Linked DNA regions of Mus musculus: region 1 is linked to region 2. Evidence: chromatin contacts called from public HiChIP or PLAC-seq data. All regions are on one chromosome and are shown on one strand. The core of a region is the stretch at or near the end of the contact, and the rest is flanking DNA. Distances in the headings are between cores, read along the strand shown. Region 1 overlaps Plcl1 (phospholipase C-like 1). Region 2 overlaps Plcl1 (phospholipase C-like 1).

What was found. HiChIP or PLAC-seq counts read pairs in DNA pulled down with a chosen protein or histone mark.
Region 1: a contact with region 2 is called in an H3K4me3 HiChIP or PLAC-seq map of bone marrow-derived macrophages, with 2.8 times the contacts expected there. The contact joins two enhancer-like sites. A contact is called at or near these places in 7 of 484 Hi-C or Micro-C datasets (LSK cells, bone marrow-derived macrophages, macrophages and 3 more) and 3 of 115 datasets of contacts at active chromatin or transcription factors (bone marrow-derived macrophages, fibro-adipogenic progenitors and microglia).

The regions. Positions count from the first base shown.
Region 1 is chr1:55,505,711-55,509,055 of GRCm38.p6, forward strand. The region is part of intron 1 of Plcl1 (phospholipase C-like 1); the gene reads left to right. Gm39642 (a long non-coding RNA gene) reads right to left here. Exons shown (of 4, transcript XR_003947824.1): 1 at 171-3,345; 2 at 1-18. Among named protein-coding and RNA genes, the nearest start is that of Gm39642, 5.4 kb to the right of the region's middle. Within about 2 kb of position 1,526, at least 22 of the 459 cell types and tissues checked have an H3K27ac peak or open chromatin away from gene starts, as enhancers often do. A contact at or near this core is called in bone marrow-derived macrophages and microglia, where this site is marked.
Region 2 is chr1:55,417,551-55,420,766 of GRCm38.p6, forward strand. All of the region lies in intron 1 of Plcl1 (phospholipase C-like 1), which reads left to right. Among named protein-coding and RNA genes, the nearest start is that of Plcl1, 13 kb to the left of the region's middle. Within about 2 kb of position 1,606, at least 21 of the 459 cell types and tissues checked have an H3K27ac peak or open chromatin away from gene starts, as enhancers often do. A contact at or near this core is called in bone marrow-derived macrophages and microglia, where this site is marked.

The DNA of each region.
Region 1 (3,345 bases), core at 276-2,775, 88 kb after region 2:
AACACACGACTCTAGGATCTACACATGAGAGAGAAGATACAGCAGTTTTCATTCTGTGCCTGGGCTACCTTACTTAGTATAACATTTTTCTAGTTCTGTCCTGTCTTAAGATTTTACAATTTACTTCACTTTTATTTATAGTTGAATAAAATTCCATTGTGTATACATACCACATTTTCATTACCCATCCATAGGGTGATAGACATCTAGGCTGGTTTCTTTCTGTGGTTATTGTGACTAGTGTCACAATGAGTGTGGACTTTGGATGTGGACTTTTGTCTGTGTAGTACGATGCACAGTCTTTTGGTTGAGTGCCCAGGAATGGGACGGTTGGTTCCTATGGCAGTTCTATTTTTAGGTTTTTGAGAAGCAACCATATTGATTCCACACTGAGTCTCACTAGCCAATTTAGCATCCCACCAGCAGTGAATGAAATCTCCCCGTTGCCCATATTCTTGCTAGTATTTACAAACAATTTCCTACATCCCTACATCGTGGTAGTCAAATAGTGAGGGAGAAACAGCTATTCTTACTGTCAGTGTTTATATTAACAGAGATTGAGTGCTGCCAGACTATTTTGTTTATTGTTGGGAAACTGAGGTTAGTTTTTTTCTTTTCAATTGTGTGGTTCTTTTCCCTTTTTAATTTTGAAGTATTGGAAGGTAGACTTTTTCTGTCATATGTGTTCAACAACCACAGAAGTAGTTTAGCATATCTGTGATCAGCCATTGTCATTGAATGAGGTAAACTTGTGTTTGGTGTAAATGTTAAGTGTTTGTAAGCTTGGATTGTCATGGGGAGAGCAAAGGGTTCAGAGGACGAGAGCAGGAGGTCAGTTGTGGGTCTGGTGATTTCTAGCTTCCCATTTGAAACTGAGGGAATTTTAGCTTCCTCAGCTGTCGAGTGGGAATAATTATAATACTTCCTCATAGAGTTGTGAGAAATTAGTGACATCATGAATATACTACCACACCCGATACTAAATGGAATGTTAGTTTTTATTTCTGATTTGGTAATAGCCAGCTGGCACACTGGTATATAGTATTTTAAGAAATTGGAATGTCTACTTTCAATTATATTTTTGGAAGACAAAGTTAATTATCATTATCTACTAGATGTTTTCTGCCTTTAGCATATTTCATTATTCTTACCAGTTTTGTACTTAGGACAGCCAAGTATCTGGGGAGATTCATGAGACAGTGAAAGGAGGTGGCTTTGTAATGTTGATGAGCAAGAAGGGACAGTCCTGATGCTGAAAGTAAAATTTCACGTGAAAATGACCTTAATATCTTCTTCCCTTGTTCAAAATTTCAGAGAAAATTTTGTTAAAATGCAGTTTTAAAAAAATTTGCATTTTCATTGGATTACAAAAATATGATCTTTCCAGATTTGTAGTTGTGTGTATGGGGAATGAACGTAAAGACTGGAGCTTTAAGAAGTTTTGTTCTGGGAAGAACCTAGACACCCTCTAGATCTGTGTCTGTTTCGTAGATGAGGAAGTAGGGAGCTCTCAGAAGCTCGGTGAGTCATTCGGGTCATGTAGCTACAGCAAGACAAAAGGCAAGAATGGCCCTTCCCCTTCTAGGGTGGGCATGTAGACTCCATTTCTGTGTGTAGGTCTTATGACATGAACAATACTCCAAATAACCGTGCCAAATGAGCTCCACATTCTTAAGCCTAGGGCTCAAGAAGGCGCATGTGCATTTTGTTACCTTAGAGAGATGACTGTGAGTTAGACTAAAGGAAAACACACACACACACACACACACACACACACACACACACACACACACAGCAGACCCTGTGCTTTAAGAACTCTTAAGCTTTAGTTTACACTGTGTTAATATTCTACAATGTCTTTTAAGTCTCCCATCCCATATTTACTTCGTTTTCCTGTAGATTAGAATTTGAGAACCCACATTGAAAATATGTTAAAGTTATTAAGCTGTGACAAAACATATTTTTCCTGTTGGTATTATCCAAGCATAGGATATACTAAAACATTAAAACTAGAGCCAAACTATCATAAAATTTTAGTAGAGCCTTAAAACTGTTTCTACTTTTCCTTTACAAATCTTAATTTTTAGTTGAATGTCAACATCAATCAAATGTCAGATTAATTGACATTTCCTTCCTATTGTCGAGGCATGAATTAAATGTTAATTTATTTATCTTTCTTTAGAATGGTTTATGTAAAATGTTAATTAAAACAAAATGTGTTGTAAGTTTTCCTTGTCCTAGAAGAAAATTGGGTGAGAAGCCTCCACCACCCCGAGCCCTCATAGCAATAAAGACGCTCTACTTTGGTGAGAGTAACTGGGAGTCACTGACATCACCTCACACATCCAATTTTTCAGTCATGTGGAATAGAGTAAAGCACAGTATTTAACAGATTAATCTTGGCCAGTGGATGTTATGGAAAGTGACATTCGGGGAGAAGTGACATAGGTTGGAGGCTGAACTTGACAACTGAAAACATGGGCTGCAGGTAGCTTCTTGTCATTTGTCCTGTGCTGTTTCTACTGAGAGCCACAGATTTTATTAGAAAAGTGTCATAAGATATCAAAGAATGGTTAATTACTTTTCAGAATCCCAGACAGTTGAAGGAACAGAGTTGGTTGCTAAGACTACTCCATTTCCTACTTTCTCCTTCTGCCTCTTAGCAACATATTCAGCCTTCCCAACCTACAGTAAATGAAAGTTGTCATGTACAATGAAATGTTGCTTCTATAAACATTTAATGTGGAAAAGTTTAAAATGTACAAACGTTAGAGACACTTGTTCTGAAAGAGCCAGCTTATAAATATACAGAAGAGAATAAATGCTATTCATAATCTTACTGATCTGAAGTCCCCATGTTCATGTTTGGGTGTGTATTTGTCAAGATCCTTTTATACTTATATTTACAATTTGCTGTATGTTTCCAATACATATTCTGGTGTCCTTTCAAATCAATATATGTTGTTGTTTTCAATGAAGCATCACATTTTACTGGCTGTGATGTGGTTAATCTAGGTAGTTTCTGAACAGTAAAGTCTTAGGTTGTTTCTGGTATAGCTAGTGCTGAGCCAGTAAATGATGAACATGTACTGTACTTTGTGTACATCACTGATGGTGTGTGTGAAGAAGGACACATAGCATAAATTTGGGAAATAAGCACAGGAATGTCTCATCGCCACATGTTGTATGGGAAACAGCTGCCTTTGGGCCATTGTTAGCCCTAAGGGTGGAGTGGCCCATTCAGTATGCCTGAACACACAGTAGGAAGCTTAACCAAGGATGAGAAAACTAATATGGAGGTTTGTTTCCCAAGAATCAACTTAAGGCCTGGTCAAGATCACATCC
Region 2 (3,216 bases), core at 356-2,855:
TCGTGCATTGTTCTTTCCTCCAGGCTAGCTCAAAGGAGAGCAGGGAGAGAGAAAGTCTTAGAAGGAAAGCATGGACCCCAAAGAGAACTTATTTCTTCCTCTTACCACACGAGGCAGGAAGAGAAAGGACTCAAAGATGATTTGTTTTGTTTTACCCACGTAAGTAACTCCATTAAAAAACAAAGCATTAGCCATGTGTGGTGGTGCAGACCTTTAATCCTAACACTGGGCAGTCAGAGGAGGATGGATCTCTGAGTTCAAGGCCAGTCTGGTTTAGAGACCAAGTTCCAGGACAGCCAGGGCTAAACAGGTGAACCGTGTCTCAAAACAAACAAAACCCACAATACAACAACAGCACAAAAACCCCAACGCATGATGGAATCTGTCTATAACCCCATTGCTGGGAACATGTGGTGGAGGCGAGTAGTGAGGCTCATTGTCCAGCCAACCTCAGCAAATTGATGAGACTCTGCATCAAAATATAAAGTGAAGAGTGATAAAGATACCTGAACTCAACCTCTAACGTCTACATTCATGTGCACACATGTGAGCATGCTTCACTCATGTGTACAATCAACAAAAATATGTAGATAAACCAACACGCATACATGTACAAACTTTTTTAGATCAAGCTTACTACGGAATAAAGCAACTTCAGCTTCCTGAGTGCTGGGATTGTAGCTTGATCTACAATGGTGGTTTTTGAGTGTAAGGTGTAAGTTGTGGACTTCCAATGGCCCACCTCTCCACCAAGTTCCCCTCTAAGCTGAGACTGATGTTCACCTCTTCTCTGAGTTGCTACTCCGAGTGACTGAATGACTGTCAGTCCTTGAAACTGGTCCAGATATCGGGAAAGGGGACAGTAGAATATATCCAGGCCTCTCATTGTCTCATCCGAGGTGCCTCCAGGCCACTGAAGCAAAGGAAGCCTTGTAAGAATAAGATGTGGTAGTTTGAATGAGATGTTCTCCATGGTCTCCAATGAATAGTTAGCCATCAGTGGAGCTATTTTGGGTAGATTTAGAAAGTGTGGCTTTGCTGGGAGGATTAGGTCACTGGGGTGGGCTTTTAGCTTTCGGAAGTCATGTGCCATTCCCAATGCATTCTCTGCTTCCTGTCTACTGTTTAAGATATGAGCTCCTCTCTTGCTGCTCCAGTTACCATGGCTGCCTCCTGTCATGTTGCCCTGCCATGATGATAATGGACTCTTAGGTCTCTGAAACTGTAAGCCCAAATAAACCCTTCTGTCTCTAAGTTGCCTTGGTCAAAGTGTTATATCACAACAACAGAACCCAAACTAGTTAGGACACACGGGCAGGGGTTAATGAGGAATGGTGGAAGAAAAGTAAGATCCACAGGGCATCTCTAACACTAGGATGGTTAATACACGGAGAAGAAGGCATTGGAGAACAGACAGCCCTACAGAGAACATTAGATGTCTGCCTTACAGAGGAAGCCCAACCACTTCTGGGTTAATGTGAGCAGCAGAGGAAAGCAGCCTAGTGGGTCCTGAAATGTTCCTATGCGTTCCATCCTCTGAGATGACCTGAGCTTTTCCTATCTCGCCCCTTCAGCACAATCCTAAAAGGGAAGTGCAGGAGGAAGAGAAAAAGGAGAAGTGGGTAGAGCAGGCTTGTTCTCTGCACCAGTCACTATAACCAACCTCCACAAGAGGACCTTGAGCTAAGCATCAAGCTGGAGCTTTAAAATGAACTGGACTGAGTCTTAAGGACCTGAAAGAGCCCTCTAATACACATACATAATATGTGACAGACATATATATGTGATATAATGGGTGGACGGTAGAGGTTTCTTCCAAGCATTTCATATTATAGAAGAATAATGGGCACTAACATTGTCAAGCTCTGGTGTCACCTCAGTTCTCACAGGGGTCTGGCAAGATGGAACTGTCATTAAGAAAATCTTAAGAAAATCTATCTTGCAATACTTTTGGCTCTGAAATCCTAAAAATCAAAAACAAACAAACAGCACACCCACAAAATTAAAGATTTCTTTAATATGGCTGGTTCAGCTTCACTGTTTTTACAGTAGCAGCTATCCTCAGTTAGCCCAGGATCTATGTGTTACTTAAGCTGGAATTCACAGGGATATAGAAGTCACCAGAGGGACTGAGGACTTGTTTCATCACACACAGATGAGGATTAGGGGAAACTCCAGCGTTAGAAATGCAAAGTTGTTTTCATATTGCAGCTGTAACAGAATACTGCAACCTTGGCGACTTACAACTAAGTACATTCATTTTCTCGCATTTCTATAGTCATTGAATGCCAATCCACTGAGTATATTGGTAATATAATGGGTTTCCAGTCTATATGGCAATTCAAGATAGTGAAACAAAAAGAAAGCCGGGTCCCCTCAGTGCTACTGCTGTAACAGCAGGATCTGCACGTGAGCTTACATCACTGAGAGTTAAGTTTTCACTCCTGTGAAGACTGTTAGGTGCTCAAAGACAAAAGCACTTTTCTCCACTGACATTTTTTTTGTATGTTTTGTTTTGTTTGTGTGTTGAGGGTTAAGTGGCAATAACTAAGATAAAAAGTTGGAACATAATTTAAAAATCTAGATATTATATATTTATTTATATAAAAATGAAGACTTTGCACTGGATTTTTTTTTCTTCTGCTCTGAACTTTGGAAAGTATCTGGAGAAAGCCAGATGGATTTAGGTTCTCTGTTGTCAATGGATAATAATGTGGCTTATATGCTACTAAGTCTTATTTCAAAGTTATGTCATATAGATTGGTGAGTTAAATAGATACCCCCAGATGACAACAAATAGGGATGTCTTGAACAGCTACAGTGTGTGCCAAGCACTGAGTGAAAGAAACCAGACCTGACTCTCTTAGCCATTGGAGGTCGTTTTGCAGTTCACTACATTGAGGCAGAGAGTTCTGTAGATGCTCCAGGAATCCCTGCAGTTGCATGAGATTGACCTCTCTGCACCAGGCGCTCCCTCTCCTCGTGAGTAAGCTAACCTTCTCCATGCTTCTTTTGTGGCCTGGAAATTTTCTTATGTTGAGCCCAAATATGGCACTTTTCCTAGACAGTCTTTATTGCCACCTTTAGGAAAGATAAAGGGTAAGTTTCAATTTCATGTTACGTCTCTTGACATATTGAAGGGAATTATGTGGGTGTCTTCTCTTACCCTCAGACCACAGTGATGACTTTTGACACTCCTGCTTGCCATGTTCTAGT